Regions from separate parts of the Mus musculus genome. Here regions 2, 3 and 4 are each linked to region 1. The links are chromatin contacts, called in public Hi-C and promoter capture Hi-C maps. All regions are on one chromosome and are shown on one strand. Each heading gives the region's core, a stretch centred on a gene start, on an enhancer-like site or on the middle of the called end of the contact. The rest is flanking DNA. Distances are from core to core; before and after follow the strand shown. Region 1 holds the start of Scyl3 (SCY1-like 3 (S. cerevisiae)). Region 2 holds the start of Cenpl (centromere protein L). Region 3 holds the start of Gas5 (growth arrest specific 5). Region 4 holds the start of Pogk (pogo transposable element with KRAB domain).

Region 1 (3,159 bases), core at 75-2,574:
AAGGAACACTCCCAACTCCACGGATTTTTTCTTGGTTTGGGAAGTAAGAAGGGGACTATGAAATAGTGCCAGGTAGCTTTGAAAGTCACACGAAGGTAGAAAAGGATATTCTAATATGGCATTTTTACTGACTATACCACTTATACTTTCTATAATGAAACGTCGAGTTGACAGTCTAGGATGTGACTGTACACTTTAATCTATCTATGTCTTCCATCCTTCTCATTTCTTTGGCTTCAGGCGAAGCTTCTGAAGGGTTCCATTTGGTTTGGGAGCAGCACCTTGCCTAGGTATTCAACCACATACCACGTGTGCTCTGGGGGAAGTATGTCCCTTAGTTCTCCCGACAGTAGAGACTCTCTTCGGTTCTAGTTCCCTTCGCTTCAAAGAGCCAAAGGTTATGACTTGCCCGAGAGTCCTAAGGATATGTACTCGTTGGCACTTAGATACTGGGTGACAAATCTTACCAGCGGCCCTGTCTCGGCCACGTATGTTCCCTGTCAGGAACTCAACCGCATTGTGCTAGCTGACAAGCAAAACATGTAGTCTCTGTGGACTAAAAGTACTCCGAGGTGTGACATCAGCTCAGAGCACACACATGTCCCCCAACCCAGCAGCAGCAGCGATCCCAGAACTCAGCAAAAGCGACCTTGGGAGATGTTGTTGTCTTTTCTACACGTGAAGCCCGGGGGCTGAGTGTGGACGCTCGTCGGGGACCCTGCACCGCGCGGCCTTCCCGCTGGACTCCAGGCCCGGTCTCTCGGCCCTCCACCGGCCTCGGCCGGCGGGGCTCACCCGAGACGCCAGGCACAGGGGCACCCCGAACTCCCCGGGGCAGCGCTCAACCGGCCGCCCCGGCTCGCTTCCCGCCCCGCCGTCCAGGCCGCACGGCTCCCGGTTACCTGCGGGCGGCGGGAGGAGGCTGGCGGCTCCGCTCCCTCTTGGCCCGCGGCTGGCTCCGACGCTCAGACCCCGGCTCCTCCACCCACAGACACCCCCGAGGACCCGGCTCCGGCGGCTCTCCGAGGGCCCGGAAGCGGCTCAACAGCCGGGCCTTCAGTTCCTCCGACGCCACCACCGAGGCGCGAACCCGGAACCGAGCTAGAGCGGCCGCACAGGTGCTGCGAGGGCGCGGGCCCGGGTAGGTGTGGGCGCCAGGGGAGCCTGCGCCGCACGCCTGTTCCCGGCAGCCGGCTCTGGCGGCAGGGAAGCCTCTCTGCGTGTGTCTTCAGCCCGACTGCAGGGGCATCCCGGTTTTCATGTTTGGGTTTTTAACCAGCCGCTTTTGAGTTCATTTCCGCCCGAATCCAAAATGGCCACCTCTGGCTTCAGACAAGTAAGGGGGCGGGGAGGAGGAGGAGAGGAGTTTGGGGCTGAGCCAGAACTTTTCCGGTTGTGACTGCCCCCTCAGCATCCTGGCCACCAGGATTGGCCTGCTGTCAGAGAAGATATGTATGTATGTATGTATGTATGTATGTATGTATGTATGTATGTATGTATGTATGTATGTATTTAGTGAAGTCAGAAATCATGGCGATTAACGCTTGAGACTTAATTAAGGCTTAAGGTTTCAGATGGAAAACCTGGAATCATAATTCAGCGAAATAGTACAATTAGAAGGAATGTCACGCAAGACCGGAGAGGACCGGACAGGAGGGAAGAAAGTGAAGAGGAGAAAAGGGGAAGGGAGGAGAGGGGAAATAAGGATGGGGGGGGGGTGTGTGGGAAAGGAACGGAGGAAGAGAAGACTACACCTGTGATAGAATTACCAGCTCCAATATCCGCTGACTTCTTGTTCTCTTCGAAAGTTCACCTTCGTTACAATAACCGAAGACTAAATGATCAACCCATTTGCGTGTGGGAGGTCGCAGCCAGCCTCTGCCTTCCTGGTAAAGAATGTAGATAAAGTAACATCAGCTACCACGTCCTGTAAGGCAAGTCAGAATGAGACCAGGATTGTCTTGATCAATTTATTTTGTGCCTTTCTTTTCCTGGAGGAGTAGAATTGAGCCACTTCAACCAGGGCAAGAAATCCACTGGGAGGATGATGCATTCCTGACTCACATCTATGCTGTATCGTTCGCTCTGGGTGCTTGCTCGCATTCTCATCCATTCTTTGATCACTAATCCTAGTCCAGCTGTGGATGGGATCCTGGGTAGCATGTAGCCTGTTTTCTCAAACACGATGGTCACCTACTCCTCTAAAATTAACACTAGAAGACAGTTCCCTGCTGCATGTGTAAGACATGATTGGAAGGGACACACTCAATACTTCTACCATCTACTCACTTCATTTATCCTGGTGTCACTCAGGTTTCTAAATAAACCATCTCTTACATCTCTGCATTAAGATTCCAGATATTTTTGAGGCCACGGGTTAACTTACACATCTTACCCTCAATAGGGTATGTCAGTCATTCTGTCCAGCGGACATTTGATTCTGTAGGAAAAAGGACCAGTATTGTACAGGCACACACAGATTCAGTTACCCCGCCTGGAGTTGGGTGACAGGTGATATTGCTCAGGTGGCACATGGACACGGGCTGGAGATAAGTAAGCTCTGCCCCTGGCTTGCAGTTCACTGATTAAGCCAGGCTCTCTGTCCAGGGAGCCCCAGAATCCACCTGCCTTTGCTTCCCCAGTGCTGGGCTTCCAGGCATAAGAACTTGGATTCTAATGATCAGACTGAGGTTCCAAGCACCTTACTGACTGAGCCATCTCCTAATGCCCCTCCCCACAAGATTACAGATTATTTGCATATGAGCCTTTGTGAAGATTTTGGGCTCACTAGATTCTTATGCCTTTCAGCCTATTTGACCTATTTTGAAGTTACTCATTTTGGCAATGAAAATTCACTTTTTAACATCCTTAAAAACACCATTAATCTGCATTAGATATGGGAAGGGCATTATCTGTAGTATCTGTCTCTAAGTATGGGTTTCTGATTTAAATCCTCCCAATGCCAATCCAAGCGTGAAATGCTTCTTAGCCTCCAAGTGTACACCAATCACCTCAGAGTTTAAGTGAAGAGAAAATAATAGATGTGTTGAGTAGTCTAGGTCTTGTCAAATGGCCTCAGACCTTAGTACAACTGACCCCATGATGGAAGTACCATCCAGGCTGTAAAACTCAGCATGTAGGCAGCACCACGTGCCAAAA
Region 2 (3,231 bases), core at 598-3,097, 2.9 Mb after region 1:
ATGCAACATTTAAATAAGCATTTTTTCATTTTCCCACAGGCATAAAGTATTCCCATGATGTGAGCCTTGGCCACACTCCTGGTGAGCCTCCCACTAATGTGCACCTCAGTGGGTTTAGGTTAATGGCCCTCCCTGTCTTGTCCTTTCTCGTTGCTTTCAGGTGGTTTGGATTAAGAGTCCCACCTCCTGTCCTGCCTGCTTCCAGGACTTACAGAAGGACCTTCAGTGGGGGTCAGGAGGAACCAAGAACTGGGGCTGCTGCTACCAGGAGAAGTTCCTTCGGCTCTTATGCCTGTGGAGGTCCCAGGCCAACTTCTGGAAGACATCTTTATCTTTACAGACACCCTTGGCCTTCTCATCAGAGCAGTATTGGGTTTGGCAGGAGAGCTCCTAGTCTTTTTTATTATTTTTGACTTTACAAATTCTTCCTGTCCATAGCAGCCATGCAGGTCCCACTTATCCGAACCCCTCTGTTAAAAATCTTCCATCAACTGAACTTTCCTTCAGAAGGCAGCGTCTTCCCTCTGCCACCACCTCCTCCCGTTCTTCTCCCCACTTGTTTGCTATTTAGATAGGAGTCTTCATCAGTTCTGTTTATACAGAATCTTTCTTTAAAGTAGGCTAACTAGTACAATAACTGCTAAGTATACATTACTTTTCAGGCATGTTTGTAAGCACTTAACAAAGATTAAGCCTTTAACGAATATTCTTTTGTTTGGGGGTGTTTTGTTTATATCGAGTGACAGTCTCTCTGTGTAGCCCAGGTTGGCCTAGAACTCACGGCAATTCTCTTGCCTCAGCCTCCCTAGTCCTGGGACATATCTGGTACTACTGTTCACTCCTCAAACGACCCTATTAGTAAGTACGCTGCTATGTTGCCAGGTGACTGGAGGGAAAGGTTCTACGAATTTCTCAATTCTTCGCCTCCTTTGACTCTTATGCCCGTGGCAAAGGGTCCTATCAGCCTCTTTCTAGTATCCACGGAACTATATCTCTCATCAAATTCTCTTGTACTCAGTTCCTAACACACAACTAAAACTCAGTAGTTTTTCTTGTGGTTAGTCCATGAAGAAAGTCCCTGAGTTAGTCACTGCAATATTGCCACAAAAGTCAACCCACTGCTCCCATACTAACGCTCACGTTGACGTTAGCTTCCGTTTGTACACATCTTAAATACACAAAAGCATTGCAAAGACAACAGTCACACAACAGAAAGAAATGCAGTACACGGCCAGTCGAGGACCCAAAAGCTCTTACCAAAACTATGTCGTAAAGACACTGTCATCCACTCCGGATTCACGAATCATCCTTCAAGTTTTGCTCCAAGACTACGTCGAGACGAAAGGTTTTGGTTTTTTAAGAAGAAGAAAGTGGCCAAAATGACTGCTTAAGAGAGAACCGAAGCAATCCCCGGTGAGTTCAGAAGAGACATCAGGAGTCCTGGAGTGAACCTAGCTTCCCTCAGGCTCGAGCAAGACCTGCGACTTCCCCCGGGAGAGACAGCTCGGCTTCCCAAGCTGCCCGGCTCTATGATCCTCGCTCTTCGGAAGCTGGCGCCGGCCCACGAAAAACAGGGAGTCCCCAAAGACCCTTCTCCGGAGCTCTCCGGGGATCAAAGGTAGACTTGAAAGTTCCGCTCGTCTAGGCGCTTTTCCACACACGCCACGCCCTCCAGTTTAAAATCATTTCCCGACTTGCCCTGCGGCCGACTCGGAAAGCCTCGCCTGTGGCCCTCCGATTTCACGTAACTGAAAGCAACTGAAGTCGTCATTTTAACTGAGGGCAAGGCTTGGAAGGCTTCAATCAATAGCCTCAAATTCCCAATCCCCTATTGCGCCGCGTTGTTCTTCCGTTTTCCAACCGGTGCGAAACTTTCCCGCATACTGCCGCCCACAATAAACATGGCGGAGGCGCCCTCGTCCTGATTGGCCGGAATCCTTGCGTAACTTTGGCGCTCGCCGGGCGTCAGAGGGACTGGCTTGTGGATGTGGTTTGTGTCTGGGTTTGAACCTCAGAGCTGTTTGGATTTGTTCGTCTTCACCTTTCAGGAAAATCCAGGATGGGCCGCCAGGTTTGGGAAAGTTGAAACACGAGGCTGCACCTCCTTATATTTCTGCTTATGCCCTGGTCACCTTCGAGATACGTGGGAATAAAGGGAGGACGCGCGCCTGGTGGCCGGCCTTCCGGCTGGGGCGCTCTGGCACTGGCGCTGCTGTTGAGGCATCTTCGGGGCTCAGCCTTGTTTAATTAAAGTGGGAACTGATGCACTGAAGGAAGCAAAGGCTTTCCCCCTACCCACTCACCTAAGGTCTCTGGAGACCTTGCAGGTCAATCTACTTTGTAGATACTAGAACGTTCAGCGGAGCAGGGTCTGGATGCATTTGCGTGGGAACTAGAATTTTAAGGGTTCCCAGGTATTCCGAAAACCGAGTTTTGAGCACCACCACACCTGCAGCGTGGGATTCGTGATTGTCTCTCCGGATCCCGGGACTTCAACATGTATCTTGGTTTTTGGTTAAGTCGTCTATGCAGGGGTTTATCCAGACCCATCGGGAAGACCATGCGGCCAATCTGGGGTTCTCTTTCCAGAAATCTGGCGTTGAGTTCACAAAGAATTCCAGGTGAAGGCAGCTACGAGCTTCCGCCTGTTTTTGACAGCTTGTTTCCCTGATTCTAACTGCATTTTAATACCAGGTCATTCATTCTCTTGATTAGTTATAATTAAGGTCCCCCCCTTGATTATAAAAAAAAAGTAGATAGCCTGTGTAGTGTATACTATTAGTAGAAAAACTAAAGTAATAATTTAAATAAAATCTTTTCTAATAGTTTATTGATTTACAAATGATTGTTATAAACTATACTTGTACTAAAGTTAAATACTAACTGCACTGTCAAGCAGGTAATTTCTAAAATTATATGTCACTTACCAAAATGGACAGCTACCATTTTATGTCCCTTCAAGTGCTAGTTTATGTACAAGGTTTAGATTTTTAAACAGAAGGCAAAATTTTCCTTTGGGGCAGTTATTTGCTTGGGCCTTGACACTTGTGCAGGTAAACACAATAGGGATATTGTATAATCTAGGCTATTTTATAAACTACATCAGACCTACAAGATGGCTCAGTGGCTTCAGGCACTTCCTGCCAAGCCTGAGTACCAGAGTTGACTCCCAAAACTCACACTGTGAATGGAAGAAGAGAACAGAATCCAACAAGTTGTCCTCTGACTTCC
Region 3 (3,391 bases), core at 572-3,071, 2.9 Mb after region 1:
CAGCCTCCTCAGATACGCAGAAACAATGCCCTGACTTCAGACTTCCCACCCACTCCTCTATCTACAATTGCTCTCAGGGAACAATACATTCAATGTGTGGGTTGAGGGATCTTTAGTGCTCATTTGCCATTGGGTATTCCTTGTAATGGGACCACATGCACACACAAAATTGCTTACATTGCGCTCGCTCTGTTATCCAGCTTCCTGACGAGTCCTGGGGGGGGGGAATCTTTATGTAAAAACTGCTTACTCTGTAAGTAGCCCCCAAATCATTATTTTGTGTGCCTCAGTTATAATCATGGTGGTTTAAAGCTATCGTCACCCCAGCTGTCAAGAGTAGCAAATATGATGTCATCATTGTGGCACTGTCCTTTCAACCTAACTTCTCATTACTATTCAGTACTCACCTCGTAAGCCTTCATCCTCCTTTGCCACAGAACTGGAAATAAGAGATGTGAACAGTCAGTCCCCTTCTTCACGGAACTAAACCCTTTCCAGTAGCTGAATTAAAGCCTCAGAAAAGTGTTTTTCAGAAATCCCTTCTGTCCACTACTCTCATACCATCATGGGCTTTGTGGTCATTATGTTCTAGTCATGCCCCTCCCCCACTGAGTTACCTGGCTGTGAGATCCCACAAGATGTCCCATCACAGAGGTCCACACTGCCATTCCTAAGAAAAATGTTAATCTTTAGTAGTTCTACTTCCACAAAATGGACCTGTCTTACAAAGAACTCCGTCCACATAGGCACTGTTGAGTTGCACATATCCAGCAGTTACATATAAGTCTCTAATCCAGGTACTTCCCAAGAGCAATCGTCCTCTTTGTTAGTGACTAAGGCCTGCTGGCAATCTCTAGCAAAAGCCTTCATCCCATGGTGATCGCGAAAGAAACACCGCGTGGCTTCGCATTCCACCCCCGTTGAACCGTGCACGAGGTGACTCAGCATGCTCTGCCATCAGAATCGTTGGTATTCATCAACAAGCTCAGTTGTCCCTACCAACATAGCCTTCATCATAGCATGAACACGCATGCTGAGTCGTCTTTGTCTGGTGTCCAGACCAAAACCCAATGCTATTTTATGTCACAAATACACGCAGAACCAACCTCCTAAAGTTTCCAGCTTGTGCCCTGAACTAAGCTCACCGGCTGCGCCGGGAATCCCACCAGCTTCCAGTGCTTCAGCCTCCAAGGCCCGAAGCCATAACATACTCAGGAAATTGCATACCTGCTCAGAATGCCGCACAGCTCCGAAAGGCTGAGATGGCGGCTGAGTCGAGTATATAAGGTCTTCGTGACGTCAAGACGCAAAGCTGCTTGCTGCGTCCACTTAAACCCCGCCCCTCACACGCCCTCAGACTCCTCCTCAAGCCCCACCTTCTTCAGGCCCACAAAACTTTCCCTCTGGCCACGCCCCCGAGAGCCCGGAGGGCGGAGTTGCCGCGGGCACGATAGGCCCGCCCTCCGCCTCCCTGAGGAGTACAGGCTGAGGGGAGGGGGCTCCTGCAAGGAAAGCGCTGGGGGTGGGGCGGGGTGAGGGTGACTGATTTCCTTCCGGCACGTCGCTCGCTCCGGAGGAGGGGGCGGGGGGTTTCACTTCCGGGACGGTGTTCCGGCCCATTCCGGCCCATTTCCACCCCCGGAGGTAGGTGCTGCTCCTTGACTGGGCTCGTTCCCCGCACCCCCGCCCCGTTAGCTCATACCCGACGCTCCCGGGCCGCGTCTGGGTTGCAGCCAGCTCCTGCGGCGCTCAGTCGCTGCCCCACCTCCCCTCCCAGCACTCGGCGACCTTCCGCCCCTTTGGCTCCGGGCTGTCGAGCTCGCGGGCCCGCCCCCTTGGCGAGCCCCTCCCTCAGGACCCCGCGCGCGCGCCGGGGCCACACCCAGACACACCCCCGCCCCGGCAACCTCCGCCGCCCTAGACCGATCCCGGGGCGCCGCCCCCTTCCCGGTCCCGCGCCTCACCTGTGCGCCCGCAACTCCCTTGCCGCGGGGCTCTGCTCCTGTCGAGCTTCCCGGCATCTGTGCCACCTCCTCGCTTAGCCAGGTCCCCCTTTTCCCATGCTTCTTGACACTGATAGAGGCCTCCCCAGTACCCGACTGGCCAACCCCAGCGTTCCCGATTCTCCCTTTTACAGCTCTCGCCCCTTCAGTGCCGACGCTAGAGAAAGACTTTACTCCAGGGGCTTCCTCCTCACTGGGGAATCGCTGGAAAGAGCAAACAAAAAAGGCGCTGGTGTAGGCTCCAAAATAAACATCTGAATTCGTGATGGCATCGACAGAGGCACTTAATGGATTAAAAGTTTCAAAACAAACAATAACGCTTTGGAAAAAGGTCAGATTGGTTAAAGTTGCGTCTTGAAAGCCGTGTTTGCACTTACCTGTTTACTCAATAAGTGTATTGTAAATGCGAGGTGATAAAGTGAGCTTGTCCGGACTACTTCCTGGTGTGCTGTGTAGTCTCATAAATTTAGAGAAACATTGGATGCACGGTGAGCCTAAATCCTTGTGGTATACTGGAACTACCCTCAACTAATTAAGACTATTTGATGCAATTGCAGTCTTTGTGGTGTGAAATTTCAGGCTTTATTTTTGTCAGCAGCTGTGGGAAACCAACTTTCCCAGTCAAAGTAGCATCACCACTTTGGAATACCCAAGTTTCAAGTTTGTTGGGGAGAAAAAGTATTACTTAGTTTTTGCTAACTCTGGCAACTAGGCCACAAATTCTCTGCATGTGAATTGAATGCTGACAGGGCTGTGGAATGTTTCTCAGAGTCACCTCAGAGTCCCATATTCAAAAAGTGGGAGCTCAAACTGGTAAGCTTAAAAATATGGGCCTAATCGGGCATGGTAGTCAAACACCTCTAACACGAGCATTCTTTAATCTCAGCAGAAGCAGTCAGCTCTTTTTGAGTTAGAAACCAGATGGTCTACATAGTGAGTTCCAGGAATAGCCTGGGCTTCATAGACCCTGTCAAAAACAAATATCTGGTGGGTGGCTTAATTCTAGCATTCCTGGAGGTAGATCGCTAAGTTCCAGGCTAGTCTGGTCTACTGAGCAAGTTATAGGGCATCCAGAGCTATATAGAGGGACACTGTCTCATGGGGAAAAGTAGTGATAATAGCGACCATTCATGTAGGATATTAGACTTTATACCCAATCTGTATGTGTTTGATGCCCCTTCTTAGTGAACTCCTGTCTTTATTTTATATAGTCTACTAATAAAGTATGGGCATAGCTTGAATTTTTCGCAGTGTAGCAGTCACTTTTTTGTGTGTTAATTACATTTTACAGTGAAATCTAAAATACCTTGTACCAGGCTCGGCAGCTTACAGTAATCCTAGCACTTAGGAGGTAGGATCAGGAGTTTGAGGCCAGCCTTATTACTAAC
Region 4 (2,919 bases), core at 24-2,523, 2.5 Mb before region 1:
TCCTAACCTTCTCTTTCAATATATCAATAATCTCTGTGCAGTGATTAAGCCATCATTGCTCTTTGCTCTTGTCAGCCATAACAACATTTCAAGAGTGAGTCTTCTGTGTCGTACTATATGTATTAAAAAGCACAGCTCATCTATGCCTTGGCATTTGTGCTTACACACACATTAGTGAACAGAAGCAATAAGTTTAAAGTAAAATGTTTAACAACAGCTTCTCCTGGGGGCTGTAAAGGCAGCTCGGGTGTTAAGTGCACTGCTCTTGAAGAGGATCAGAGCTTAGTTTCCAGCACCCCGATCAGGCAGCTCACAGCTACCTGTAACTCCAACACAGTGGTATCCCATGACTCTAGCCTTCAGGCATAAGCACATACCCATGCACATATTACTTAAAATAATATTTTGATTTTTAAAAACGATTCTTTTCTTAACCACAGGCTCTTGAACCCTCTCCTGAGCTGCCTCTGCTGCCGTGCTCCCCACCCCCACCTCTGCTTGCCCAGCCTTATTTAAGCAAGAATCCTAAGTCAGTTTAGCACATTTGTTATCTGATCACCCTGGTCTGCTTTCAACCAGAATCCAGTTTAGTGGGTTTAGCAAGAATCCCTCAATCTTTGATAATTCCTCTTAGTAATTATCCACACTCTTGACATCCACACCCCTTCCTCTCCTTGGCTATAAATCACCAACCCCCAAGTTGAACTCAATCTTTTAGTATTTTCAATAAGTATGAAGTGTGTGTGTGTGTGTGTGTGTGTGTGTGTGTGTGTGTGTGTGTGTGTGTGGTGTTTGTTTAAACAAGGTCCAAACAGATCTCCGACTGTAGAATCTTTTTCTGAAATAAGAAGATTTTCGAGGTCTCCTGGAACATGGTTGCTATATTCTCCACAGAGCTGTGGGCAAACAACTCGAAAAAACTTCTTCACACCTACTACGCCCAGGAAACTACATGCTTGGGAGTTAAAGGGCAATACTACAAAAATCTTCAAGTTCGCTTCTTGGTATGCTTGGATCAGCGTTCTGGACAGAACAAGAACGATGAGCCCGGTCACCCCTCCGCGCACAGAGCATTTCTGGATGCCTGAGCGGAAAGGCTGCGGTGTTCCTCCGAGCAAATGCCCACCTCGGCGGCCGCAAGTGAGCCAGCCACCGGGCTAACGCGGCTCGAAGCACCGAGGTCGCCGGAAGCGCCGCCGAGACCTGCTGACGTCACCGCCCCTAGCCCGCCCCTAACACCCTGGGCTCCGCCCACCCCTCCCCTCCCACCACGTGTCCTCGCTCCCTCCCGAGGGGCCGCGCTGGGGCGGCGGGAGCGGTGGAGACGATGGCGCGGTGAATGCCGGGCCACAGCCTTCGTCGCCCTTTGCGGCGACGCCGCCCGCTCGGCCGGGGTGAGTGCGCGCGGGCTGCGGGATCCGGGCGGCTCGTCCTCGAGGCCGGCGGAGGAGGCTGGGCCACGGTGGGGCGGGGGCCGCCGGTGGCAGTGTCGCCTCCGCCGCCGCCTTTGTTGCGGGCCGGCCGGGGAGGTAGGCGGCGTGGGCTGTCGCCGCCCCGCAGGTGGACCGAGGACCTTAGTGGTGGGCGGGGGTGGCGGGAGAGGGTTGGACAAGATGGCTGGAGCGGGCAAGGGCGGCGGCGAGCACCTTCGTGCCGGCCCCTCCCACCACCCGCCCCGCAGCTGGGCACAGGCCGCGGCCAAGTTCAGGTCCCGGGACTCCTGTGACCTCACGAGTGTTCCTACCTCCCCATGCCTCCACCCACCCCAGAAACATTGAAGAAGCTGACTCTGAACTCCGGGAAGATCCTTGCTTGGGAAGTCCCGGGAAATGGAGCTCACAGATGCACACTCTCTGCATACCCAGCAGCTGCCCGCAGTCTCTTCTGGGGAACCTCTTTGTACCAGCCTGAGGAGGCTTCGAATAGAGAGGATTTGCGACCCAGAGGCGAGGAGAAGTCCAGCCAGGTTTGGGTTGGCCTCTGCCACCCAGGCACGCCCCTCTCTGCATCATGGACTTGGCTTTGGGAGGTCCTTTGAGGCAGAAAAACTGTTAAGTTTCTGAAGTAGCTTGTGGACAGCGCCTATGAATCTGGAAAACCCAGGTGATAACTATTTTGGGCTAACTATTTAAATTTCCTATCTAGGCTGAGATACTTTGATGTGGTAGCAAATCAGCACCGCCCTCCTCTGGTCCTGATTCCGTGCTCAAACAGTCCTGGCAGTGGGAACTTCTGCCCATCACTGAGCTGTTTGAAACCTCTTCCCGGGATATTTACCCACTGTTCTAAGTTCTGCCCTTCTGCACAGAGGCTCTGTGAAAACTACTCTGGTCTCCGTGCCACAGGGGGCTCTTTAAATATTTGAAGTTAGCCAGATAAATTATCTGCCCTCAGCCTCTGTAATAATTAAATAAGCCAGCCACCTTTCTGAACCCCTTCCTTCCAGCTGGAAGCAGACAGTGCTTTGACCTAAACAGGTTTGTGTGTGTGTGTGTGTGTGTGCCTGAGCCGCCCTCTCACAGACTAGTTCCCACTGACACCTGATTGTCTGCTAACTCTTGAATGCAGAAATGGAGTCCCGGGCCTACCCTCTGAATTTGACCCTGAAAGAAGAGCAAAAGGAGGAAGAGGTTGAGATCCAAGAGTTGGAGGATGGCCCCATAGATATGCAGAAAGTACAAATCTGCTCAGAAGGCGCATGGGTAAGTAAAGTGTGAGCAGTCCAGCCTGAGAGCCAGGCTTGCTTTGGGGGTCTTCCTCCCGGAGCAGACATGGAAGTAAGAATAGCCCAGTCTCCTGTGTTTACATTCCTGAGAAAACAGCCTGGTGGCTTCAGAAGACAAATAATGGAGGAGGTGGTTAGAGGACAGGACTTCCGGCAGCAAGGCTGATTACAGGTCTCAGAAACTTGTCACTCTT

What was found. Hi-C and Micro-C count contacts between places; a contact is called where the count stands out from the background. Capture Hi-C pulls out chosen DNA fragments and counts their contacts.
Region 2: a promoter capture Hi-C map of liver shows a contact between it and region 1, with 4 times the contacts expected there. The contact joins the promoter of Cenpl here to the promoter of Scyl3 in region 1. A contact is called at or near these places in 3 of 39 promoter capture datasets (hippocampal neurons, liver and pre-B cells), 1 of 115 datasets of contacts at active chromatin or transcription factors (astrocytes) and 1 of 9 other capture datasets (liver).
Region 3: a promoter capture Hi-C map of liver shows a contact between it and region 1, with 5 times the contacts expected there. The contact joins the promoter of Gas5 here to the promoter of Scyl3 in region 1. A contact is called at or near these places in 3 of 39 promoter capture datasets (hippocampal neurons, liver and pre-B cells), 1 of 484 Hi-C or Micro-C datasets (CD4 T cells), 1 of 115 datasets of contacts at active chromatin or transcription factors (astrocytes) and 1 of 9 other capture datasets (liver).
Region 4: a Hi-C map of CD4 T cells shows a contact between it and region 1, with 4 times the contacts expected there. The contact joins the promoter of Pogk here to the promoter of Scyl3 in region 1. A contact is called at or near these places in 1 of 39 promoter capture datasets (liver) and 2 of 484 Hi-C or Micro-C datasets (CD4 T cells and liver).

Annotation. Positions count from the first base shown.
Region 1 is chr1:163,927,930-163,931,088 of GRCm38.p6, reverse strand. It overlaps Scyl3 (SCY1-like 3 (S. cerevisiae)), which reads right to left and starts at 1,324. Exons shown (of 14, transcript NM_028776.5): 1 at 903-1,324.
Region 2 is chr1:161,069,383-161,072,613 of GRCm38.p6, reverse strand. Cenpl (centromere protein L) reads right to left here and starts at 1,847. Exons shown (of 5, transcript NM_001159930.2): 1 at 1,258-1,847. It overlaps Dars2 (aspartyl-tRNA synthetase 2 (mitochondrial)), which reads left to right and starts at 1,954. Exons shown (of 17, transcript NM_172644.4): 1 at 1,954-2,621. The coding sequence starts at 2,498.
Region 3 is chr1:161,033,031-161,036,421 of GRCm38.p6, reverse strand. It overlaps Gas5 (growth arrest specific 5), which reads right to left and starts at 1,821. Exons shown (of 11, transcript NR_166052.1): 1 at 1,703-1,821; 2 at 618-670; 3 at 408-439; 4 at 178-214. Zbtb37 (zinc finger and BTB domain containing 37) reads left to right here and starts at 1,573. Exons shown (of 5, transcript NM_001356489.1): 1 at 1,573-1,644; 2 at 2,138-2,334. It overlaps LOC115487643 (a small nucleolar RNA gene), which reads right to left and starts at 1,028; the gene lies at 949-1,028. It overlaps LOC115487678 (a small nucleolar RNA gene), which reads right to left and starts at 572; the gene lies at 511-572. It also overlaps LOC115487638.
Region 4 is chr1:166,408,182-166,411,100 of GRCm38.p6, reverse strand. Pogk (pogo transposable element with KRAB domain) reads left to right here and starts at 1,273. Exons shown (of 6, transcript NM_175170.4): 1 at 1,273-1,394; 2 at 1,770-2,103; 3 at 2,569-2,702. The coding sequence starts at 2,085.